2 separate regions of the Cricetulus griseus genome follow, and region 1 is linked to region 2. Evidence: chromatin contacts called from public Micro-C data. All regions are on one chromosome and are shown on one strand. The core of a region is the stretch at or near the end of the contact, and the rest is flanking DNA. Distances in the headings are between cores, read along the strand shown.

Region 1 (6,648 bases), core at 2,241-4,740, 80 kb before region 2:
CTCTTCCTCTCCCCCTCCCCCACCTTTCAAGAAAAAAAAAATCCTTCAAAGGAATTTGGGTCAGGAATAGGGTTGTTTTCAATTTCTTCATTGCTGCCACATTTAACTTTTAATAAGAACGACTGCTAAATATTTAAGAAAATCAAGTCAATGGTGAAAATTGTTTAATCATTAATATCTCAGTGGGGTTTTAAACTTAACAGTCTTCCCTGTATGGACAAGGTCTAGCTAGAAATAACAGAAATAAAAGTATTATGCCACACTACATTTACTTTATGGGTTTAGGGTGCATGCATAAAGGGATCATATTTCCCCATATAGTTAAAACACAAGAACTGCAGCAGTAGTCATTTCTGAACATTTCTCAATTTAATTATACTTAAATCCAGAAGCACTTTAGGCAAGTTACAAATGAGAGCATTGAGTATAATAAAACCTGTAATAAAGCAACTTAGTACCATCCACCCGGAATCATTGCGATCAGGCACAATTAACAGGAGCATAAATCCAAGACAGAATGGAAAATGTTCGAATCAGTATTATTGTTGGACAAAGACTAGAGAAGGAAGTAATAGTTTTTTAAATGGCAATGCCTGTGCTTGGTAACGATTGCGAAATCTTCCCTCTCAGCAGCCCTGGTGCTAATTTGTAAACACAGCCAGACATTATATTGCCTGTCAGTTTCTGCATTAGAAAACATGATTTCATTTTACTTTCTAATCACGTTTTGATTCTAACACACTCATGGATACACAACCATCTGCAAAGAGAGAGGGGGGGCACCTCACACTGCTGCTGGACAACGGGAAAACAGTAAAGAAGCCTCAAAGGGTTTTTGTCCCTGATGTTTCCATATTCCTGCCAGATTTACTGTAGGCAGCAGATTTCTTACAAATTATTTCTGGTTTTCCTTGAGTGAAGGTGTGTGTGTGTGTGTGTGTGTGTGTGTGTGTGTGTGTGTGTACACATACACATGAGTGTGCTTTGTTACATTACCTTCAGGGTTTCCCACACCGCTGTTACCCCCATCCTGTCATGTCATTTCTATTGTGTTTCTTTGGCTTTGGCTGCCTGGACTCTGGGATCCCTGAGGTTCCCAAGCTGCTGAGAAGTGCCACACCAAAGCCACATGCATTTCTAAAGGTTGAATTGACTGGGGAAAAGATTAGGAACTCCCAAACTTCATTTAATTTTCAAAGAAAGTTTTATTCCCCATCCCATCCTGTTCAATGTGGATTATCTCCTGGGAGGGGGGAGGAAAAATGGGTTGTGGGTGTACAGTGAAACCTCTTGAGTTTTAAAGCTCCAAATTCAGTAAGCTAAGATGAGATGTTTATATATAAATGTCATTATGAGGGAGGGGGGACTGCCATCCTCCACCTTCCCCTCCCCCACCTTGCAGGGAATATTCATTTCCTTTTGTTTTGATTATACACTTACATTCATGTGTATCCTTTTGTTGCAGCATGTAGAAGACCCGGGTATTAACATCCCAGATCAAACTGTAATTAAGAAAGGTAAGCCATTTCCTTCTGCATTCCAAGCATGTCCTTACAGGCAGAGTGCTATTTAAAAGAACTTGCAGGACTGTATTTATTTTTTTCAAATAGGATTTCCTAAAGGCTCAGAATTAGCAAATAGATAGGCATAGAAGAACAGTGCTTAAACAACCGGCTTTCAGGATCTTGGTAATGGCAACAGGCTAGCTTTGTTCAGATCATGATTTCAGCACTGAGTTCAGTTATTCATATTTGGACAAAATGAAATGTGCAATATTGACCTGATTTGGAAGTGGTTTCATAGCTAATTCATTGTGTGGAGTTAAAGGCCATGAGGGTTAAAAAGTGTATCAAGCTAAAATAATACAAATAATTTAATATCAATGAAAAGACAGATTTTTTTTTTAAAGCCCTCTATTAGGGAAGAAAACTTCATGTTCTCTGATTTAGTTTCTAGTTTCTTGATTGAGTCTCAAGGCTTTAAAACTTGGTGAATTAGGTTAACAAAAATTTAGCTTTTGGTTAAAATTAGCATCTTGAAGATGCCACTATTGACCTAAGTATTTAGAAAAGAAATTGTTAAAAAGGTATTACAGGATTTGAATGAATTTATCATCTGCATTGTGCTTAGTGGGTAGGAATAAAGTTTCATGTATTAAATGCAATAGCAGTATTTTGTTGTTGTTGTTGTTATGATGGCAAAAATCTCAGGGTTCTAGATTCCACCAGAGGACCATGCTATATAAAACTGTTCTCATTTCTAACCCCAATCAGTATAGTGTAAGCTAGTTTAAAGTTTCATTTTTGCATCTGTGAAGTCTTTGTCATGTCAAATTAGATGTGCAAGGGATAAATCTTAAGAGGTGCTCTTTCCAAGTCGACATGATAATTGGCTCTTTTATTAGTAATCTCTCAAGAGTTCGTTTAACTCCTATTGTCTCTATTAGCCTCCCCAGAGCTATTAATGTCACAAGTGATCTATCCAAAACCTAGAGCCCCTCATCTCCCCATACGACTAGAATATCCCCATTAAAAAAAAAAAAAACATGCTGTGATGAGACTGTGTACATATTATTATTACATGTCTCTATGTGGGATTTTAAGATATAAATGCATTGTACTTAAGTGGTTGCGGACGCATCAGAATTAAATTGGTGTTAAGAAATGGACCCCTCGTTTGCCTGGTCTTGAATTTGTTTTCTAACAATGGTTGGTCCAACAATGACGGCTTATGGTTTTAACTGATTGTATATTCTACCTCCCCCCCGCCCCGGACTCTTTTGAAGGGCCTTAGGCAGACCGGGTTCAATTAGTATTTGCTCAACAAAAGGACTCATTCCTAGTGTTCAGCTGTAGGCCCTTTCTTGAGTCCTGTTCAAAAAATGGGCTTGGGATGATTTCCAAAACCCGAGCGTCTTTCAAAATGAAACATCAGGGTCTATCGATGAAAGGAGGTTAGTACAGTGTGTGACAACAGAATGCACCACTTGCTGGCTAAATGGAAATGTTCATTTACTGGCTGCTGCAGCCACCCAGAGTATCCACCGGCTTTAACAGCCATTTCTTTCCGCTGTGAGTCCTTCGTCCGCTAAACCCTGGCTACACCAACCCTGCCCGGGGTTTGCACATGAAACCCACCCGCTGTCTCCCCAAACGCGATCTCCTGCACCTCGCCGGCGCCCTGCGCGAGCCCGGGGCGGGGGGTAGCGACAGCATCAGCCATCTCTAGACAGCTTGCAGCAAGGGTGATGGCAGGAAGCCGCTGCGGGATGCCAGCGCGGTGGGCCCGCCCCCCAACACGCGCCCTCCTCTGTCTCCGCAGGCCCTGTGTCCCTGTCCAAGTCCAACAGCAACGCCGTCTCCGCCATCCCTATCAACAAGGACAACCTCTTCGGTGGCGTGGTGAACCCCAACGAAGTCTTCTGTTCAGTTCCGGGTCGCCTGTCGCTCCTCAGCTCCACCTCGAAGTACAAGGTCACGGTGGCGGAAGTACAGCGGCGCCTCTCACCGCCGGAGTGTCTCAACGCGTCGCTGTTGGGCGGAGTGCTGCGGAGGTGAGGCCCGGCCCCGCCCATTCCGCCCCGCCCATTCCACCCCGCCCCGCCCCGCCCGCGGACGCGGCCTCAGTGCGCCTGCGCCGGGGCAGTAGCGGCGCCGCACGCCGCCGGCTGCCAGGGAAAAGGGCGGGGAGGGGAGCGAGTGGCGCCCGGTGGGAGGGGCCGGAGGCGGGGTGGAGGGTGGGGTGAGGCGGCGCGCCTGCGCATTGCGGGGCCTCGGCTTTCTTCTGCACGCAGGCGCAGCGCTCACTGCTGCGGGCTCAGTCCCGGCCTTGGCAGCCATGGGGCGCCGTGCAGCTGCCTTTTCCCTGGTTGCACACAGGTTGCAAGCTCAGGAAAACTTGTGGGCTCCTCGCTTTGCCTTACCGAAGCGTGGGGTCTCTGATGGGAACCTGTCGCCCTTGAGTGGAGACTGGTTTTCAAGTAAAGCGAGACTTTTGCATGCCGCATGCCTCCCCAACCCTGGTTGCTGGCACCTCCCGCCAGAATGCTCCCCCTACCCCCAGCCTCTGCGCTAGCTTTCGACGGTTCTGATTTACTGTGATGTGTGACAGGGCACGTTTCCAGTTTCCGTTCATTATATGTAGCCGCTCTCAGGGACCACATCCGTTAACACGGGTTTCTCGCCTCTCTGAGGTGGAGTGAGATTCACAAGGGCCAGGGAATGTCTTTCCTGGGACCCAGCGGTATGCCCTCCATCTTAGGAATCTACCCGATGGTGTGAGTTGTAGGCCTAGTGTTACATTTGGTCAAATAGTATGTCTCTTACTCTCCTCTCCATGTCTAACTTTATTCCTGAATCTTAATGACCCGGAGTTGGGCCTTGGTGGGTACAGCTCACCTACATCCTCTAAGAGGGTTTTGCAGAATTAATACCAGCGACTGTCATCATCGTTCAGTCACTTGGTTTTTCCTTAGTTCTTTTACTGCCAGAGATCTTTCTCTGCCCTCTGCTTTTTCCTCCCCTTCCCCCATCACCAGTATCGGAGACTGCTTACCTAAGGGAGTATAATCTAATCCACGCAATTAAAGAGCCACTTGAGTAGGGAATAAAATCTGAAATTAATTAATTTGCTGTTTTATTTAAACAATTTATCTTAACCACTTTCTGATTATGGGAGTCTATTTAGACATCTATTTAGAAGCGCCTCCATTGTCTCTGAAATCAGGGAAATTTTTGAAGGCTGATATCAGCCATCATCCTTTTGACATTTCCAGTTATGCTCCTGACGTGGCATGTAAACAGTTGTCGAGATGCGTTTCCCATTGGGACCAAAGCGAGAGCATGAAATGTGAGCGTGATGATAACTTTGGTTACTGGGAACGACCTAACAGCAGATCTTGTGAAGACAATTTAAAGACCCCACTGGGGTTTGTGTTATTGTAGCAACAGGGAAAATACACAGTAATCAGCTGACCTCAAGAATACCTCCAGCTCCAGAGTTCAGAACTATGTGTTTGCAGCTCTTCTTCAGAGAACTAGAAACAGAAAAGCTCCCAACCTGCCACAATAGTCGCAACAATAACTGAACACAGTGTGTGCTTTACAGCTGAACTAGCCTTTATCTCCTACAACCTTTCTGTACAGTTCCTTAGGCTTCTCAGTTTTCAAGAACACATTTTAGAAAGTGTTCAAAATTACTTTAATGTGACACAGAGCAAGTCAATATTTTCTATATCTTTATGAAACAGAGCGAAGTCTAAGAATGGAGGACGATCTTTAAGAGAAAAACTGGACAAAATAGGATTAAATCTGCCAGCAGGGAGACGCAAAGCTGCCAACGTCACCCTGCTTACATCATTAGTGGAAGGTAAGCAAATCCACTTGCTAAGTAGAAGGGAACAGTTGTCTGGGGAAATGGATAATATTTAGTGGCCAGATGTTTGAGTGTGTTTTGTGTACTTTGGTGGTTTCACCTTTCCATGGAATATAGCTATAACTGGAAGTGAACAGAATTCTGGGATGTCAAGGAAAACCAAGTAACAAAGCCAAACAAAACTCCAGAGACTATATACACTCATGCCTATATGTTCTTCCTGTCTACCATAAAATTACCTTGTCCTCAGCACAAATCTGACCTAAACAATGCACAAATTTAAGAGCCACACATTCTCCAAGTTCCTGTCTCCTCTAAAGAACTCAGCAGTAAATCACTTAAGTTATTCTGACATCTGCGTTTGAGAAATGCGTGACCATTACTTCCTGAATTAATTTGGGAATCTTTGACCTGCATCCTGATTTAAGACTGTCCTGAAAGCTCAGGGTTAAAGCCCTTGTAGTAGTTGTTTTCTAAACATGTACTTCCTCATCTCCTGCTTCATTGTGTTTCGTTCTCTCCACGATTGAAAGAAAGTGAGCAATTTTAGAATTTGGATTGTCAGATACAGAAAGAGAAAAAGAAGCAGACACATTGTAAAAGAGTTTCTTATGGCAGATTTTTGAGCACACACACCCTGCCAAATTCCTCAAGACAAAAAGCCATCCCTGTCCAGTTAAACAAAAACTGTCACCAGAATCCGTTCATGTTCCTGCCTCCTAGATTCCTAACTTTTTCTGATAGTCAGTTGGTTTAAGGTTGGGATTAAGGGTTGGGTGAATGCATAGTTCTCTTGTGCTTTTCTTTGTGGCTTGTTATATCTCTTGTTAAAAGGAAAATTTAAAAAATAGTAATTTATTCCTAGGCAGATTTAAAACTAGCATTTATATTTCAATGAGGCAATTTTATCTTATTTGCATAGTGTGTTGGAGGAGATAGTGCCATTGGATCCAAGTTTTTTGGAAGTTTCTAGAAAGCATCTGAAACAAATGTTTTTGAGGAGGAATTCTATGACTTTCATGTGTTAAACGGTGTTGAAGATGAAGATGATGAAACTTAAAAAAAAAAAAAAAAGCAAGAAAACCCCAGCCATTGTTCAAGGCCAGAAATTCAAATACAGCCACATTATATTAAAATAATGGTAGTATGTAGAAAACCACTTTTCATATCCTACCTCCCAAATTATATGTCATGAAAATGGTGGTGGCAGCCGAGGATGGCGCGTGAGCATTGGTCTGGGTCTGGGGGTTGAGACTGCAGTGGGGAGGCAGTTTC
Region 2 (6,339 bases), core at 3,109-5,608:
GCATCTCATCTAGCGATGGAGACTGAACAGACACCTAAATGTGGACCCAATGGTCACTAAGAAACCATTAGCTCCTTTTGCCAACGTCAAACTCTGTTATTTCATAAGTACCATCTCAGTTCAATGAAGGATAGGGGATTGGGTTTAAGGATCCTTGGCGTAGAGTTTTTTCATTACAAATGGTAATCTTCAAAATGAAGCTATTCAGCTAGATGGTGGTGGCACACACACTTTTAATCCTAGTGGCGGATTAAAGGATTAAATTGGGAGGCAGAGGCAGTCGGATCTCTGTGAGCTTGAGTTCAGCCTGGTCTACAGAGCGAATTCTAAGACAACCAGGGCTACATGGAGAAACCCTGTCTCAAAAAAAACAAAAAATGAAACAACAACAAAAAGACCCAAATGAAACCTGATAAACAAAAATAAATGAAGTGATTCTACATCAGTCTTGAATATTGGTACAGAAAGAATTTGAAAGAGATTTGCCCCTTTTCACCTTTACTTTCAAGTGGACCTATTAATTAGTGTCGTGACTCACACTGCCTATGCAGTGGGGAACTCAGTGTGTATGGTGCCAATTTAAAGCCACCTGAGTAGCCATTTTTTATTTAGGGATTTAAAAACAAGAAATTGGGATAATTCATAATCTTTTCTGAGGGAGAGGTGAAGGATTGATATTACAGAACGTTACAAGTAAATTAGAAAAATCCAGCTGGAAACCTGTGTGGATACTAAACTATACCTAGAGTCACTGTGGTTATTTGAATGGGATGTGGGATTTACAATTTTTTAAGAATTCTCTCTCTCTCTCTCTCTCTCTCTCTCTCTCTCTCTCTCTCTCTCTCTTATGATGCTGAGGTTTGGACCATGCCAGGCATGTGCTCAGTCAGCTACATCCCTAGCTCATGTACAGCGTGATTACAGGTGATTATTTTTAAGTTTTTAACTTAAAGTAAAATTCTAACTTTCTTTTAGCCGCAAATGATATGGTCCTTGCCTCTAGAATTTTTAGGTAGACCTGAAATCTCCTCTCTGAGTGTCCGTTCTGAGTCCTCCAGTGGTGGTTTCTCCATCCAATGGCTTATGGTGGCAGTAGAATGTGAGAGGGAGGAGGAGCCTGCACTTCAGAGCCTGTCTGGTCAGGTTGCATGCTCTGTGATTCCAGGCTCTGGGCTTGTGTCTGAGCTCAGTGTGCCCACGCTAGAGGAATGACTCAATGTCATTCCTACTCTTCACTTCTTTAACAAAGGGAGACTTAAGTTTGCTGAAGGCTGTTAGAATGTTAGGAAGCTGCTGGGACTTTTACTAGTCCTCTGCAAGGAGGAAGCAGAGGGAATACAGGGGGTGGGGAAAGTTCTTTGCTGGATCTGTGTTTTTGTCAATAGACATGAGGTTTTCTGGCCCACCCCAGGTCAGTTTTTGATAAACTCATGTCTGTGTTTCATATTTAGAGACACTGGATGAAGCAGAACAAACTTCTTGGAATTCTGAAGAACCTAATCCCAGTTGTTCTTCCAGAAACATCCAGTCTTCTTCTTCTTCTTCTTCTTCTTCTTCTTCTTCTTCTTCTTCTTCTTCTTCTTCTTCTTCTTCTTCTTCTTCTTTTCTTCTTTGTTTTTACTTTCTCTTCATTACTAAGTATCTCTAACTCTGCCCATTTCCATTCCTCACTTGGATGCTCACTCAGGTTCCTTCACCCCCCTTTGCTTCTGCCTCCTGTCTTCCCCTCCTCTCTCTCTTACCTCTCCTCTCTCTCCCTTCTCACCTCCACCTTGTCATCGTTGTCTTTCTCCTCCTCTCCTCTCCTCTCCTCTCCTCTCCTCTCCTCTCCTCTCCTCTCCTCTCCTCTCCTCTCCTTCCCTCCCCGCCCCTTCTCTCTCTCTTCTATATCTCTTCTTCCTTCTCTACCCCTGTTCTGGAGGAGTGTACTCTTAGACATTTCCAGAGTCCCTAGCACATCCTGCTTAAAGCCTCTTGCTATGCCTTTCCCATTCTCTGGCATTCCATCTGTAGAAAGTAACAGAGACAGGCCACTTTGTATTCTTTGTGTCTATCCTGCATCCTTGACAAAGAAGTGTAGCTCATTCATACCCATGTGGTTGGAGCACCCCACCCCCATCCCCTAGGATGTGGCTTGAAGGGAACTTGCAGTGACTCTTACCAGGAACCCCACTGCAGACTGTGTCCTTTTTCTCAGTTGTGATGTCCTTTGCACCCTGACACCACTGTTTCCAGATACCCAGGGAGTTTGTAACAGCCTGCTTAGGTTTGTCTCCCTAGGAACCTAGTGGTCATAATGTTGTTTGCTTGTAAATAAGAATAGAGGCCGCATGACCAACACCAATAAACAAATTATCAACGACCATGGAGTCAAAGGCTGGGTCCTCTTGTTTTTTTGTTAGGTGGCCAGTGTGTTAAAGAAAATTCATGTCTTCTTGTCCAAGAAACTGACTGACTTCACAGAGATTCAAGAACTGTCTGGAATTTCCCTTTTCTAGTGTTTTGGTAGAGAAGAAAAAAATAGACTAATTAGATCAAACAAGCAGATGTCCTTTGATGTCCCTTGCTCCACCCCCACCCCTTACATATGCAAATAGTTTCAGAAGAGGGGAAAAGCCCAAACACAGATCCAGGTATGTTTGGCCTTTCCTAATCAAGAGATAATAACAGATTCTTTGCTGTTGTTGTAATTATGATTCAAAAAGGACACATCAACATTGATCTGCATGTGAAGAATGTGCACCGGCTGAGGAGACTTAGCTCTGGGGAGACAGGGGAATAGGTCACCTGTGAGGGAGTGAGTCACTAAACACAACCTCAGAATGGCTAGGATTGGGAAGCCAAAGGTGGAGCACTGGGTTCAGTTAGCCTCATCCTAGAGTAACTATCTGAAGCAGGAGATGGGAGTCTCCACTGTCCTGTCAGGGAACCAGGCAGGTATATAAAAACATGCCAGTGGCGGGCAATACGTTCTGTAAGAAGTAGAAAAGAATTCTTCTCTAGTGGAAATATTTGTGGTGGGTGTGGGCAAGGAGCGAGCAGCTGAGAGACTGTTTAGCAGAGGCGATAACGTAGTTAGAAGGAGAGGATTTGAGGGTGGAGTTTGAAAGGACAAGCAGGCCGGTGCCTTGCATATCTGGTTCTGCACAAATTATGTTATAATGGCACACCCAGAACATTAGGGAACAGGGAAGCCCAGCAAAACTAACGAAGGCACAGCTGCTGATGGTTGGCTCCATGATCTCCTTTGTGGACCCACATTTGTAGGTGTGCAAGTCTTTTGAAATGATGGTATTTGCACATGACTTGTACACATCCTTCTGTGTGCTCTAAATCAACTCTAGATTACCCAATGCACAACAAACATGCAATGAGTTGTTATGCTGTGTCGTTCAGGGAATGACAGGAATATTCAGAGAGGTTGGGGGTGTAGCTCAGTGGTAGAACATATATCTAGGTTCAACCCTCTGCACCCCAGGATAGAAAGACAATCTTCATGCATTTAGTTAGATGCAGAGTTTTTCTTGACTATTTTTTTTTCTGCAGATGGGTGAATCTGTGAGTGTGGCTTCTTCCACAGATGCAGAAGGTTGACTGTATGTATATAGAATCAGCTTCTAGAAGCTGTCAGGCACCTCTAGAGCATGTGGAAGGTTTAGAGAACTACTGGACAGATGGATTTCTCCTGGGCTGCCTCCAGCACAAGTCTTCCTCATGGAGTGATGGCAACTGAATTTCATCCCATGCAGTGTGGTTTACATGGGACAGTGACAGCCAGATTCCTTCCAGGTGACCCTCTCTTCATTTGTTTGAAACGTACACAGCTGTCCTGACTCAAACAGCTGTGGCCCCAACCGTCCTCATCCCAGTTCTGGAGGAAGGTATCTTCAGGGACTCCTTTTTGTCTGTCCCCTCCTGACATACACTCAGATGTCTTTCCATGAGACCACCGCACACAGAATAGATATTCTTACTGGCCATCATGACCTGGATATTGCAAGAGAAAATTCAGAATCTGTGCTTTTTCTTCTTCTCTTGGTGACATTATTATTATTTTTCATTGTCTTCACAAAAGGCCACCACTGAAGAATATGAAAAAAAAAAATGGTGCCGTGTCCCTCTGTTGGAGATGCTGTGGTCTTCAGCCGATTTGATAAAAGAGGATGTCAGTAGAGAGGGAGAAAGGGAGACAGAAGAGCAGAGCTCTGAATTTAGAAACCTCGCTGTGCTCTCTGGATCTGATTTGGCCTAAGAACGCATCAGATAAAAATAACAAGTGGCGCAGCAGAGGACAGAGCTGCAAGCTTCTCGGCTGCCTGGGGCCGCGCATGCCCAGTCTGCACCTCTTTGGTGGCGAAGCACCGAACTGCATTCCCCAGCAGAAGGCCAGAGTGAGAAAGGGCCTGTGTTTGATGTATGAGCTTTGGCTTGCCATCGTGAGTCACCCCAGAACTAGCTGCAGGCAAAACAAAAATCTTTTGTGATTAATTAGAAAAACTGGACGATTATGAATTGACTGCACACAGCCGGGGTATAGTAATATAAATAGTAATGACTCCGGCGCGCCTGATGAACACTCGTGTTTATATGAGATCACTGGAGAAAGGCAAAATTTTAACATGGAATCTGCTGAAATAGGATGACTTTTGATCTTGGACAATTTGGGGGTCTTGACTGAGATTTCTATTGATGCCTTCCAAAGTGGTTCAAGTTGACCTTTCCCCTTCACACCCATCCAAATTCCGCCAAAGCAGTCTTTTATTCTCTTTACTTCCTTTTTTTTTTTTTTAAGATTGAACCCCCTCCCCCCCCCGTTTTTTGCTAACCTCCTTCCCAGCACATGGAATTGAGGTGTGGTTATCTTGCCCCTTTGGTGGCATCTGATTCTCAGAAAGAGAAGACTGATTTTGAGACCCTGTCTAAATTTCCAAGGGGAGAGCACAGCAACACCAGTAAGCTTTGTTATCAGGGAACACAAAGATCAGAATATTCCAGTGAGGTCTCCTAGCAAATAGTTCTTTTTCTGTTGGGGAAATGGGGAATGTCAAGTGGATAGGTCTGTACACCATAAAGTGTGAAGAGCAAAGCTTTTAGTAAACATGCACAAAGCACATACGCACATTCTCTCTCTCTCTCTCTCTCTCTCTCTCTCTCTCTCTCTCTCTCACACACACACACACACACACACACACACACACACATTTCATGTGTTTTACTGTCTCTTCTCTTTCTGAGCATCCTCCACCCTAAAGCTAGGGAAGGTTATGATTATTTCTTCTCAAGGAAGTTCCTGATGAAAAATAATTAAACCCTGACAGTGCCAGCAAATGTCAAAACACAAATTTCCTCAAATGATCAGATTTTAGCCACCAGGGTGAGCGAGTTACCCTTTGTCCTGGGGCAGTGGCGTGTAGCCAGAGATGGTCACAGGCCCGAGAGGAGAAAAGAAAATGCCATTTCGCTGCTCGATCATTCCCCTAGTCTCTACCCCTCTCAGACAAAACGTCTTCCAGACCTTTGAAATTTGGTTTCTGTCAAGCAATTAACTTGTCTCAACAGTGCATTCTCCATCTCCAAGTGCCTTTTCGGGGGGCCTCTGTTTGCACTCGCCAGAGTTCACATTGTTTTCTATTATTATTCAAGCAGGGCTGCCTCAGTAGTAAACCCATTGACCATTCAATCAGAGCGGTAGCTGCTGTGGATAATTAAAAGTTCCCAACCTCTTGCCCCAAGGCCACGCTAGAGCCAGTCAGAGAGGAGCCAGGTCCTAGCTGCTCAGGGACCAATCGATCAGCTGATTAACCCTTCTTACTGATTGGGTAGAGCTGATTGCATCTCTAGTAAAGAAATCTGCTTTGGCCCTGGGGCACAAAAGGCAGCTATACATTCAGGGTGGCTGAGCAAGCAGCTCAGGCAGTCAGTGTCCTTACACAGTGAAGGGAGGGAAAGAGACCTCTGATGGAAAGATTTTAATCTCTCCACCATCCCTGTCCCCCTCCCCTCCCCAGACTATTTCTCCTTCTGTTTCTAAAGAGAAGAATTTCTGCTTAGGTGTCAGGAATGGTGGAAGAGATTCCTGGCAGGGAAACTGTTGATTCTGCCTGACAATAGAGTGTACCCTTGCAAAAAGCCTGAAGCCAGAAAGCATCTTGGACACACCCTTCATAAAACAGGTCCCTCTCCAAGCTGGTGGCTCTTGGTTCCGACCAGGTGACTGGCTGACAGGGTTTGCATTTGCTAGTACATATTTATCTTTGGGTATGGATAAACAGTTTGCCTCTCTTGTGCTTATACATTGGCACAATGAGTAACATTTGCTGTATTGGAAAAGAGGCATTT

What was found. A called contact is a pair of places that touch in the nucleus more often than the background predicts.
Region 1: a contact with region 2 is called in a Micro-C map of the CHO-K1 cell line, with 1.9 times the contacts expected there. The contact joins two enhancer-like sites. A contact is called at or near these places in 2 of 8 Hi-C or Micro-C datasets (both in the CHO-K1 cell line).

Annotation. Positions count from the first base shown.
Region 1 is chr3:260,402,428-260,409,075 of CriGri-PICRH-1.0, reverse strand. Tfap2a (transcription factor AP-2-alpha) reads left to right here. Exons shown (of 8, transcript XM_027410398.2): 3 at 1,466-1,517; 4 at 3,322-3,553; 5 at 5,249-5,367. Among named protein-coding and RNA genes, the nearest start is that of Tfap2a, 10 kb to the left of the region's middle. Within about 2 kb of position 3,490, at least 6 of the 6 cell types and tissues checked have open chromatin away from gene starts, as enhancers often do. A contact at or near this core is called in the CHO-K1 cell line, where this site is marked.
Region 2 is chr3:260,323,375-260,329,713 of CriGri-PICRH-1.0, reverse strand. The region is part of intron 1 of LOC103163096 (a long non-coding RNA gene); the gene reads right to left. Among named protein-coding and RNA genes, the nearest start is that of Tfap2a, 89 kb to the left of the region's middle. Within about 2 kb of position 4,358, at least 3 of the 6 cell types and tissues checked have open chromatin away from gene starts, as enhancers often do. A contact at or near this core is called in the CHO-K1 cell line, where this site is marked.